Regions from separate parts of the Rattus norvegicus genome. Here region 1 is linked to region 2. A link is a contact called in public HiChIP or PLAC-seq data. All regions are on one chromosome and are shown on one strand. The core of a region is the stretch at or near the end of the contact, and the rest is flanking DNA. Distances in the headings are between cores, read along the strand shown.

Evidence for each region. HiChIP or PLAC-seq counts read pairs in DNA pulled down with a chosen protein or histone mark.
Region 1: an H3K27ac HiChIP or PLAC-seq map of oligodendrocytes shows a contact between it and region 2, with 3 times the contacts expected there. The contact joins two enhancer-like sites. A contact is called at or near these places in 2 of 12 Hi-C or Micro-C datasets (Schwann cells and frontal cortex) and 1 of 1 datasets of contacts at active chromatin or transcription factors (oligodendrocytes).

What each region holds. Positions count from the first base shown.
Region 1 is chr7:97,817,555-97,823,900 of GRCr8, forward strand. All of the region lies in intron 3 of Asap1 (ArfGAP with SH3 domain, ankyrin repeat and PH domain 1), which reads right to left. Among named protein-coding and RNA genes, the nearest start is that of Asap1, 160 kb to the right of the region's middle. Within about 2 kb of position 3,662, at least 18 of the 93 cell types and tissues checked have an H3K27ac peak or open chromatin away from gene starts, as enhancers often do.
Region 2 is chr7:97,771,578-97,778,004 of GRCr8, forward strand. The region is part of intron 5 of Asap1 (ArfGAP with SH3 domain, ankyrin repeat and PH domain 1); the gene reads right to left. Among named protein-coding and RNA genes, the nearest start is that of Cyrib, 120 kb to the left of the region's middle. Within about 2 kb of position 3,429, at least 27 of the 93 cell types and tissues checked have an H3K27ac peak or open chromatin away from gene starts, as enhancers often do.

The DNA of each region.
Region 1 (6,346 bases), core at 2,412-4,911, 46 kb after region 2:
AATTAGTGGGCTTTAAAGCATTAGCAACTAATCTAATAACTTTAAACTTAGAATATTGGCTAACATCAAATGGTGTTAATATTACTTAAAATACAAAGTTCTGCACATTTTCTTGTCACTTTTAGTTACTCATTGATTTTCTCAGGCTTGACAGCAAGCTCCTGACTCCCCAAGTCATCTTGTTGGCTAAAAAAAAAATAGTTTCAGTTAATGTTAAGCACAGTCCCACTGCTCTAAAAAACCACTTTCCTTTTTTGCTGACCTCCTCTCTTAGTAAATATACAGAGTCTCTACTTAGGTAAGCAATGTCTTACATGTAGCCTGCACTCAGCTTTTCTCCCTTACTAGTAGGTTGCAAATCACTGTGTTTTTCTGTCTGGGTGTTACCCACTGAGCAGGTGAGGATGGCCTTTCATCCCTCTGATAGTCTTCTGATTCTTACATTCCTGTTGAAAGCTAGGGTAATCTTCCATGTTTTGAACGATTTTTATATTTAAAGTTTAATTTTCAACATGAACATTAAGCAAAAAGTTGCTTCTACTGAAGACACTCTCAAGTTGTGCACTTGTGTTTTACACATGATTATGTGTGGGTACCAAGGGTATTTGTTATCATATTAATAATTCATGATGTCCCTAAGTTATTATATGGATAAAAAGTCTGAAATAAACATCACAAAGATCTAGCTAATCCTCTGGTAAATTACATTTCATTGCAATTTAGGACACTGGTTAACTTAAAGTGCAGTCTTCTTAAAAGGGTTCAAAGGCTAATGTGAAATGCCTGCCCTACCCAGCACGGGACAGCTGGTTCTCAGCATGCCTCTCTCAGATAATGCTCTCTAAGGATCAGCTCAGACACAATGCCTGACTAGGAGGAGGCTTTTCCCAGACAGGGGACCCTGAAATACTGAGTTACAGAAGACCGAGATGGACGGACGCTGTAGTCCTTGCTCAGAAGGACTCAACATCATTCACCACTGGGTGCTGTTTCCTTAAAGGTAAAATCTTCCCCTTTGCAGTTCTTAAGTTCTCTATTAATCAAACCTTTGAAATCAAATCCTACTTCCTCAAGATGCACATTAGCATGACAGAAACTAGATCCCACTAAATGTCAGGATTTTCATTTTATGGAATGAGTTCTTTTATAATGTGCACAATCATTCTTAGGCCCTGATATGTGTGCAGACTATTATATTAATTGATGTGTGTACACATCCATATAGCATTTCACACAAAAATTTTCATCCCTACTCTGATGATTAATTCACTTGACAAATGTCCCCAGTGGGACACAATATCCAAGAGCTAGAAGTGCAGGGGCAATCTATGACATCAGGGGTTACTAACGGGCCACCTTAATCCCATTTATTACTAGGTCTCTAGACACAAAGTGTTTGAAAACATGAATGCTCTTTTATTGTATGTCATATGAGAATGTAAAGAAAAATGCAACCACTCAGAAAGGTAGTCGATTTTAGAAAATGTTTAATCTTAAGATAAGATAAAGGAAGACTTTCTTATTATGTTACACTTTGTAGACTGAGTTATATTGTAAAGAGGGGGTAGCCTTCCTTTCAGTCCTTTCTCTGCAGTTATGAGTGAAATTAAAGGCTGTAAATGATTTAAAAGTGGCTTCTATTTTTGATACTAAGAGTGGAAAATGGAACCCCTCTACTTAAGGCAGTTCTAGTTTAGTTAGGGAGTATTCTTCCTGCAAAGCTTTAACTTTATGGTCCATGCTCCGGTTGAGGTAATGGACTCCATGTTTGGAGAACACACTCAAAAGCTTAAGTGGCCTAGGAACTTCTCAATGTTATCTACCTACTTTGGTGTCACTTAATACCATGTCAAGTGATTCAGCACAGTAACCCTCTTAAGTTATTCCACATCTCAAAAGTGAGCCTGGAGTCCCTTCACCATCCAATGATGTGTGACAGACACAGACAAAGTTTATGGTCCAGCCTCAATAATTATACATGGTTTGACTAATGTTTGCAAAGGTCTACAGGAGGAGCAGTACTTGTTACTAAAGTTCATTCCCCCAGTGCAGGGGAATAGGGGGGGGCAGTAAGGGGGATGTACGGAGGGAATACCCGTATGCGGGAAGGGGAGGGAAAAGGATGGGGGGTTATGGACAGGAAACTGGGAAAGGGAATAACATTTGAAATGTAAGTAAAGAAATATCTAATAAAAAATTAAAAGAAAAAAAGAGTCCATTCCATATTTTTTTGTTTGATAGTTGTGGTAAGGCATGAGGTTAATGGATTTTATATACTTAAAGTACCTTTAATTTAAAAAACTACAACTACCTCCTTGTTCCCAAGGGGGATTCAAGCTAGTGATATTCAAGCTAGCTTCTGAAAAATGCTATATTATTTACATAGACCACATGCTAGTTCTTGTGGTTATTTTAAATCTCTAGGTCTCCTGTAACACCCCAAACAGTGTAAATGTTACATAAATAGTTATTTGAACAGATCATGGTGGCACGGGCCTGTCATCCCAGCTACTGAAGTAGCTGAGGCAAGAATATCTTCAATTAGAGGCCAGCTCAACAAAAATAAACAGGATATACATATCAGTTTATATCCAAGGCTTCCCCGTCCCCAACCCAAATTTCACTTCACATACACGGAAGCTGAGGGTACAGAACGCCTCACTTAGATGAATAGTTTCTCAAACCCAAAAAGGAGACTCAGCAGGTTACAAGCTCCGTACAACACCTTCTCTGAAAACGTTCTTTCAGCATAGGATGGTAACACTCCTACAATCTTAGTGCTTGTAGACTGAAGCCACACATCATAAGTAAAAGGCCAGCTTGGACTAAATGATGATTTCTATGCCAGTTTGGGCTATACGATGAGACCTTGCCTCAACAAAACCAAACAACTATTTCTTGTTAGTATGGTGGGGTTGCATAGCCTAGATTGGGTTTGGACTCTGAGTGTCAGGCATGTGTTCTAATCCCTTGGGGATTCAGGATCTTTTTTTTCCCCTTTGAGTTGAGGGTCCCACGTTGCCCAAACAGCTTCCCGTGCCGCTGAGAATGGCCTAGGAATCAATCCTGATTCTTCTTCCTGCCTCCACCTGCTGAGTGTTCAGATTCCAGGTGTATATGTCCACACTTGGTGGGATCAGGGTCTCACTCCACTTTTTAGCACTGTGAAGGTGTACATACTAGATGACCCATAAACTAACTGCACCTGTTACTTCTTTGACTGTAGTCCATACATGGCCGTCTTTCTTCCAGTTCTTTTCTAGTCTTAGTACAATAGTTTCTGGCTCTTCTGATAGATTTGTAAGAGACACTGATTTGTCTCCTCTTAACATTCAGAAATGTCTCTGCCTCAATTCTGATTATTTCTTACTTTATTTCCTCCCAACATCAATTTTGGGGTAATTACCAAGGAGGTCTTTTTCCTATGTGCTCTATCCCCAAATTTCTAGAAAGCACTTGTGTCTTTTTTTCTCCGATTCCCTTACCTCACCCCCACCCTCATTCTTTGAGCACTAAATAGAGGATAGGAAGTTCTGAAGAAGAAAGAAAAATCTCCCCAGAGATTTACAAAACCCACAACGTGAACTGACTACAGAAACAATGGTCTGTGTAACTCAGGATCCTGACCTGATGACTCACTCGCTAAACAGGCTAGAGTTTCTTCCATGCCTTGGGATTGCTTAAGATCAGAGAATTTCCCTGGGGATTTTCCCAAAGCCTTCACTTGCTCCCCACAAGCTTCAAACAATTTCTTATTTTCCACTCCCATTAAAACCTGTTCCCCTTTCCAGCTAATAGTAGGGGTAATTTCTCTTTAAGTTCTACTCTGGAGAGAAAATCCTGCAGTGGACGCTTGGATACTTAAAATTCGCTTTAAACCTTTGCCAGCTCTTGTCTGTGGAACAACAAGGACTCTGCCTTGGGAGCAGGGTCTCCCAAACCCCATTTACTTCTCATAGCAAGGGCAGTCAGGCAAAACTGAAGCAGAGCTCTACTAGACATGCTTTCCTCATGGGCTGCTTGACTACTCTAAAACACCGTGCAAATTCACATAACGCAGAAATGCGGTTCTGTACTAGACGGCACAATCAGTGCTCAGTGTCTGCTCACACCTGCTCACTAATTACCATGCACCACGGCCTCCTGTGACTGGAGTGCACTTTAGAATTTGTCATAGAGTGGACAGAGTCGAAGATTATTTTTATTCACATGTCTTCACTTGAGGAAGACAATGTACTATGCTGGATTCGCTCTTACTCCAATGACTGTTTTACGGGGCAAGATTTCCACAATTTCTGCATTTTTTTGGGAAAGTTCTCCTGAGGATAAAGATATATTAAGGCTTTCGCAGTAACCCTATTTATTTATTAACTATCCTAAGAATTAGTTTCATAAATAACGTACAACTGACTTCTCTCTTAAAAAAACTAAAAAGAGATAATCGATAAAATACCTACCCCCTCTTCCCTCCCAAAATAAGAAAAAAGGTCTGGCAGGACAGCTCAAAAGTTACACCCACCAGCTCCTTCAGACAACCCGGTTGGAATCCCAGAACCCTATTTCAGTGCATAGTTGCAATTCCAGCCCCCAGGGGATCTAACACTGCCTTCTGGCCTTCTTAGGTACTGTACCCATATGATGCACAGACAAACACTCAATTACATAAAATGGTGGGAGAAAAAAATAAAGACAAACATTGTTCACTCACAGATCTTCCACTTTCCCCTCAGTTCAGCAGGTACTTTCAATGTCTCTTGCATTTCTCCAACATTTCGAGGTCCTGCATTGTAAAGTGTATGTGCTACTTAGCTTTAACTGTCAACCTGGCACTGCCTAGAGTCATCTGAGATGAAAGCTTCAATTGGCCAGTGGGCAAGTCTGTGGGAGAGTACTGACACATACTACAGGTGACACCATTTTTGGGCAGCTCACTATGGGTGACACTATTCTTGGGCAGGTAATCTCAGGCTGTATAAGAAAATGAGCTAAACACAAGCCTGCAAATGGAATTCTGTCAAGACTTCTTACCCTGACTTCTCTGAATGATGGACGGACTATAACCTTAAAGTATAAGCCAGATAAAGCTTCTTGTCATATTTTATCACAGCAGAAGGAAGGGAACCAGAGCAGTGTGTGGTGGTGAGAGATTTTCCAGTGGGTGTGTACTCTGTGCTTTCTCTAACTCATTAAGCCACTCTACTCTGACTATGGGGCTACTAGACCAGGAGCTTTGGCCAGCAGGTCCTCTGCAATCAATGAAGTTCTTTACATTTGATGATAATTAGGACTCGGTTGAAATGGGAAAACTTTAATTTCCAATAGTCAAAGGTTATCTGCATTTTATTGTACTACAGAACTAGAAGAATCTTATGTATGGATGACATAGCCTAATTGTCATATTTATTTACAACAAAAGCAAAAACCAAAACCCTGAGAATCTAAACGACTTGCCCAAGTACAGAGTTTGGACTAAATGCAGAGCTGCCTCTTACTCATGGTGTTCCTATGAGGAGGACGGGAAGGCAACTCCAGGCTCCAATGGCCTATGAGGGCATTTGGTTCCTCAGAAGCTCAGTAAATGGGAGGGCAGATCCTGTGATAACCCCAAGTGCTTAGCAAACATGGGTCAATTAGGTCTCTAAGAGGATACAAGCTCCAAAAGCAAGTTTGGGAAGGACCAGAGAAAGAGGACGGTGGGAGGCTTGGAGGAGCCTAGGGGATCTTTAATGGTGAAAGAGGTTGAGATGAGGTCATGGGTGGGGAGAGCCACATGCACGTTGGTGTGGTTAAATTGGAATCTGGTAACCCCTTAGGCGGAAGAGCCCTGGGAAATTTATGTAGTGGTGACATGTTCAGTTCCTGCTTTTAAAGAAACTGAGGCAAGAGTGTAGTGAGTGTGAGGCCAGACTGGGCTAACAGCAAGTTCCTATCTTAAAAACCAACCAACCAAATGTGTTTGGCCATATGGAAGGGGGCCAAGTCACCGACAAGGAGGGACCTGAAGGGACCAAGATTATAGTCACAGGATCTCATCTTACCTGAAATCACTGATGCCTGACCTCCACTCCTACTAACTAACACATTCTTAGTACTGTATTTACAGAATAAACACTTGTAGAATAAATAAAATATGTTTAGCAGCCAAAAAAGGACAGATGAACTTTATTACTTTAAAAATTCAAATAGGAGTAACCTCAAAACACTGTAAACCATCATAATTTTCTCTTAATACTCAGCATGTAAAGAAAAAATGTATTTTATACTCTATTTCTAGAGCTGCTAAATAAAACTGTACATGTGGGGTATTAGATATATTAAACAAAGTTTCTGTGTGGTCCTTTTCAGT
Region 2 (6,427 bases), core at 2,179-4,678:
GCTTTTAAAAATATACTCTCAAAAATATCCACTAAACTATTTATAGTCAGGACAAGGGTCCCACTGGCCTGAAGATGCAGTCTGGATGGGTGAGTGAGAAAATGAGTGATCTGCCTGTGGCCAGGCCTGTGAAGCAGCAGAGCAGAGGTCTGAACTCAGTTACATCCATCTCTAAAGCTACCGCATTTCTGCCAACTCTCGGCACACACAGTGGAAGCAGCGAGTCAGTGGGCAGTCTCTAGGAGCAGATGTAGTAAGATGCTACTTGAAGACTGGATTAGAAAGGCAGTTCTTCATATATACTCATAAAGGACCAAAAGGAGCAAAAGAAAACAAAAACAAAACTAAAACAAGAGTATAGAAAACAACTTGCTGGAAAACAAACATGCATTATATATTAAATGTAATCGGAAATAAAATCAAGAAGGGGAGAAGCAGAACGAAATTAAGAATAAACACAGCTAAAGAAATGGATCACCTGAACTAATATTTTAAAATTAGCATTTAGATTAGCACTTCTAAAAGTGGTTCAATAGGAGGTTCATGTTTCTTACATGAGAAAGTCAGTGATCAAGTAAGTTTTGGAAGGACTGAATTGGTTAAGATTCTTCATTCTCATGTCCCTAAGCTTTTAACACACAAACGTGTACTGCAAGTCTCCTTGAGCAACATTAATGCTTCTTAGAAAGAACTCTCACCAAAGATCAAGGCTAAGGTTTCCATCTCACTCACTTTGACGCTCCTGCCTAGGGACAGGACATCGGACAAATACATTGGCCATGGCTGCTGTGTAAAGTTGGACAGGGTATGGTATACACAGCCCAAAGCACCAGCCCTGAACACACAGTGGAGCCTGAAACAGCTCTGTTCCTCTTGATAATCTGTGCCCAGTGTGGTTGACAGAAGCCCACAGGAAGGGGCCCTGACTGACGATATTATCTCCCATCAGTCAAGTGAGAAGTGGCATCAGTCTTATCTGAGGCAATGACAGAGACAACATTGCCCATCAGGAACCCAAAATACAATTTAACCTGAAGCACTTAGGGAGAATGAGAAAATCTAGGTAAGAGGTTATTCCTGGGGTGAAAAATGGGCAAGAAAGGAAGAGGACAAAGGGTCAAAGGAATGATGTAGGCCAGAGCTTCATGGAATTCTCTGAGCCATGGGACACATCTGCATTTCCTTTTCACAATACACCTATAACATCTGGGCTAAGAAAAGAACTCTGGGAGGCTTCTGGGATGAAGATCACACAGACAGAAAGTTAATTATCTGAGTGCTGGTCTTATCTTGTAACATCTGTGTTACTGCTTTAACTGTTCTTTTAAATCAACAGAACTTTTAAGTTAATGGTAGATGTACAGCAGCGAGAGCCATGCGTGTATTTTCAGAGGCAGTGCCGAGTGCTGTGGAGGACAGTCTAGGTTTGAAGGGCTCTTACAACTGCCGGAGGTGTGACTCCATTTCCCTGCAGTTAACCAGGGTTGAGCTAGCGAGCAGAGACAACAGAAGGTGAAGCTCGTCAGACACTCGTTCTTCCCTGGATTTTCTGGTCGTCTGGGGCTAAGATGGAGGAGCTAAGATACCTGGAGAGCTCTGAAGTCTACCTCAGCCTACCTCATGTCTTCTCCATGCCAAACCCTGCTGAGGACGGCCATGTGCCTGACTCCCTGATGGAGTCTTACGTGAACCAGGCTCCTTCAGAAGGCATGTGACACGAGGAGGAAACTCACATGTACTACACTCACGACGGTGGCACATACTCACTAACCAGGTCTAATACAACATGTAATGTGCTTCAGTCAGTCCCTACCACAGCATAAGCAAAAGTTTCCATAACGTTAAATAACAGCAATGCTGCTGGCTTAAAGACTGAGGATGAGACGAGGCTAATTAATCAGTTATTTAACTAAGTTAAAGACAGCCTCTCTTACATTGCCCAGAGTGGCTAGTATTGAAGACTTGATACTGCAAACAAAAAACAAACGAAAAACAAAAAGACATACCGACAAGCAAGTGACAGCAGGCCATTTTTAATGTCACTCTGAACAAATCTCTAGCAAGTGACCAGGTTCTTTCCTCCTTCCTTCTTCTGCTATGGACCCATAGCTTTAAAGCATGCCTTTCCTGGTTCCAGATGCTGTTTTTCAAGTATACCTTGAGTTAAGGATCAGTTCTCTATGATATAGTGTGTACACACTCTTGATCAAAGTGTTACCTGCCACATGCAAATGTTACAGGCTGAAAATTCAATCCTACTTAAAAATCACTATCTGACTTTCTATTTAAAATATTTTTAATGTGCAATAGCTCTTACTAATTTAAAATTCAGCCTGGATTACACATGACTTCTGTACACTGCATACATTTATTACATAGCAACTGTATACTGATGAGAGAAAATTCCAAGACATTAGTTATGGTCTGGCTACAACTAGCTCATGAAAATGACTTTCCAATTTTATTTATATGTCACAGAGAGGTAGCAAGCTTTCAAAACACAAGGAAAAACTCTAAAAGCTTCTGAAATGAATATATGATGTATGTTTTGTTGACACTCGTGCCTTCCATGATAGACTGTGTTTCACTGTAGGTAGCTCTGCCTTGGGCTGGAACTCATCACCATCTTTGATTTACTTGATTTCATATGAGCATTCAATGTCTCACTGCAAAGGGAACACCTGGGTGGCATTATAGAAGAGATGGCACCTACACCATCCCTATCTAAGATACAAACCCCGAATCCTAAGATTATCTAACTGTCAGGATCTTGGACACAATGTAAAAAAAAATATATATATATATATATATATATAAATATATTGCAATTGCATATATATGAATCAGTATATCTAACTGTATAAAAGGAATATTACATTAAAATGTCAAATTATGTAATAATCTTTACTTTTTGAATTTTTCCATATTCCTGTTTTATTGTAGTAAACACATGTAACTTTCATAATAAAAAAAAGAAACACCCCAAATCCTTTCCCTCTTGCTCATCCACCCACACCCATGTGAATGTCCCACATTGCTAAATGGTCATGAGTCACATCAGGGCATGAGGGGGGTGGGGGGCAAGAGAGGGTAACAGTACAAACACCAAAGCCGTTCAATTATGTATTATCATTCTGCGAAAAGATGAGAAGGTATGTGGGGAGCCAGAAATAACGGGTACATCTGTAACAAAACAGAGCATCAAAGGCAAGAGGACAAAGAAATCTGTTGTGAGACTGTGTCTCCGAGAAATGACAAATAAGCTTCCTTAACAACACGGCTACCTCACAAGACCCGATATACCAAGAGCTGTGCTAACATGGAAGGGGAACCTCGGGGTCTCCACCTCTAGACAGAGAACTGGTCTACAGGGCTGAGACCGGGAAACAGTGTCCCTGGGAATGAGCCCTTATTTGGTTGTCCAGTACCAAGGGGCAGGACACAGAGCAGTAACAGTGAACAGAGGCTAGGAGTCTCCGTGTGTGTGTGTGTGTGTGGTGTGTGTGTGTGTGTCCAGGACACAGGGGAAGGGGTTGAAGAGAGGGATGGGAAGGGAAATTATGTAATTATATTTTCATTTAAATGAGAAAAAGACGAGATCTTCAAAAAGGCATTAGAGTTCAGGATATTCAGCAACCGCCACTGGGCATAACTATCCTTTCTACACTTTTTAACATTTCAAAGAAAAGTCTCAAAAATAATGTGATAAAAATCTAGATTCAACATGCATGTTTTCAGCTATTTTCATCTGGAGAGAAAAGAAACTGAGAAATAAAAAAGAAAATAAAACAAAAAGCAATCCTTAACCCAAACCACAACACTCTGCAGTCAGACAGTGTAAACAGGCAGTGCTCTGCCACTGCGGAACTTTCTGCGGCTCCAGCAGCTCTGCAGCAGAAACTGCCCTTCATGGCTCAAGGACGAGCTGCAGGGCTGTGGAAAGGCTAGGGCAGAGAAGGGACCAGGGGCACCAAGAGTCCTGCCTGGACTAGACACCCTCTGACCACAGTCACTACTGTTAAATAAGGTTTGCAGACAGACTGTAAGACCACTGCAGCAAGGACTTTGAGGGCATGGCATTTAAATGGCGTCCTCTTAACCACAGAGAATCTCTTCCCCAGAGCGATTTTGCCTTTTGGGAACTTTAAATGTATCTGATGCTTCATGTCCTTTGCTGGGATCACATGACCAGCCAGCACTGTTCACCAAGCAACCACTGTATTATTGCTTTCTTTTCAAAGGTTAAAATCATGAGCTTAATCTTGATACTGTATATTTAATCAAACGAGCAACAAAACCACAAGCAGCTAAATTCAAGAGCAGTCTACTTTTATCTAGCTATTGTAAGGAGTGCATTGTAAAAGTAGTCCTTCTTGCTAATATACTGAATTTTAAATGGGCACAGTGATGGTAGGTATCCACACCACCACAGAAGAACCGCATGGTACATAGGTGCTTTACATAACTTCTGAAAATCCAACCACAACATGAATTTGTAGAGGGCTCGGGTGTGCATTTCTCACTGATAGGTCCTGCCTGCTTATCCCCGTATTTGTACAGACCCTCCATACATACAATACATACACTGAGAGTGACATGGCCCGGGTTGATCATCAGTCTCCTTTTATAAAAGCGACGAAATCAGGATGTAGACATCTTTCCAACACATGGGAAAGCAGCTGTTGGTAACCTTTTCTTTCCTAAAGCTCTTGTATCTTGTCACAGACATGTTAAACATCCCACCATGTCCATGTTTCTCTAGTTCCTCACCACTAAGAGGCAGCATTTCGTAGATATAAGACACCTAACAGACCAACTTCTGGAAGCAGTGTAGATCCCTCCATCTTCTCAGAATGAAAACCACACAACTGATGTTAGAAAAAGAAATTTACCAGGAGGGAAACACTGGCTCACAAAACCTAGGGAAGTGCAAAGGCAGAAGGCCGAAGACACACCCCAGCCTCCTTGAGGCACAATGGAGGCCAGTGGACTTTGGTTCTGTACATTTCTTTACAATGACATTTGGACATAGTGATATTTTATTAAACATTTTTGTTCCTCTAGATTATAACTTGATGCCTAGACTATGATTTATATTCCAAAAAACTTAAACTCACAAAAATTTAAAAACACAGTATAGAGAGGATCCTGTTTATTCTTCAACTTTTCTGGTAGCAACAACAGCTTACATATTATTTTATTAAAATCTAGAAACTGAAACTAAGATGATTACACTACAGACCTTATTTAAATCTCATCAGTTCTTGTATATGCTTGTTTCTTAAACAACAACTATATCTTTGCACATATGTCTAAGGAAGGTGTAGTTATTGGTCTCTGTAAAAAGTCCAGTGCTTGACTTGGGGCCACAGAAAAGATGCCTCTCTGCCTGGGTTTGGTAAGCAAGGCACTCAGAGGCAGCAATACCTGTTGATTAGATGGTCCTACAGACAACTCCTGCTAGCAGACCAAGAAAATATCTACCCGATGCTGGTTTTCTAAGAGTTAGGGACCCTTCCCAAAAAGATTCCAAAGAAAAGCACGGTCCAAGCAGTGTTGAATCTCAGAGCTCTGCAAGCAGCATCTGACAGGGCAATGCATAGTGAAGCTGTGGGAAAAAAGCCAAAGCCAGTGGCAGATTCAAGGGAGACAGAGGTGCCAGCACAATGTCACGCTTGTCAGAAAAAGCTACAGTTTTCTTAGGCAAAGACAGCCCAAGAAAAGTAACCATGTGAACTAAACCAAGTCCAGTGTAAAATGATTATTTTTATGGCCACTCACCAGGAACAGCATCACCATTTTCAAACAGAAAATATTTATTTTTATTTTCTGAATGAAATGAAATAAATTAGGTCTTACAGAATTTCTTTTTGATCTTCCTTAGACTTCTATTCTATGAAAGAAGCGAGGACATAGCCAAAAAAAAACAAAATAAAAACAAACCCAAAACTTGGACTGAGTAAGTCTAATGAAACAGCAAGACCAGCACTTTTGGTTTGGGAAAGAAAATCCCTAGAATATACAGTAGCAGAAGGAACATACACAGAGTGGTAGAGACAGCTGAGGTAGAGACAGAACAATGGGCTCTAGATGCTTTCTAGCAGTGTGAACCAACATCATCTCAGCATGATTCAGTACTCTTGGGAAGATACCTAATACAGGACAGCTAGGCACTGTGGTAAGACAGCCACATATTACTTTAATAGTTACTTTTCTTGTCACTGATATATGATACTTGTCAGAGTGTACTTAAGAAAGGAAAGGTTCAGTTCAGTTCGGAAGAGCATAGAGCAGCCTTTGAGGAGGGCATGGTGGAGGTCTCTGAAGAGGACCTTAGAGCTGGGATGCCTCACGTCTTGGCTAATGTCAAAGCACATCTGTTCTATAGGAACGTGAGAGATTCATGTGACAAGTTGTACCCCTGGGA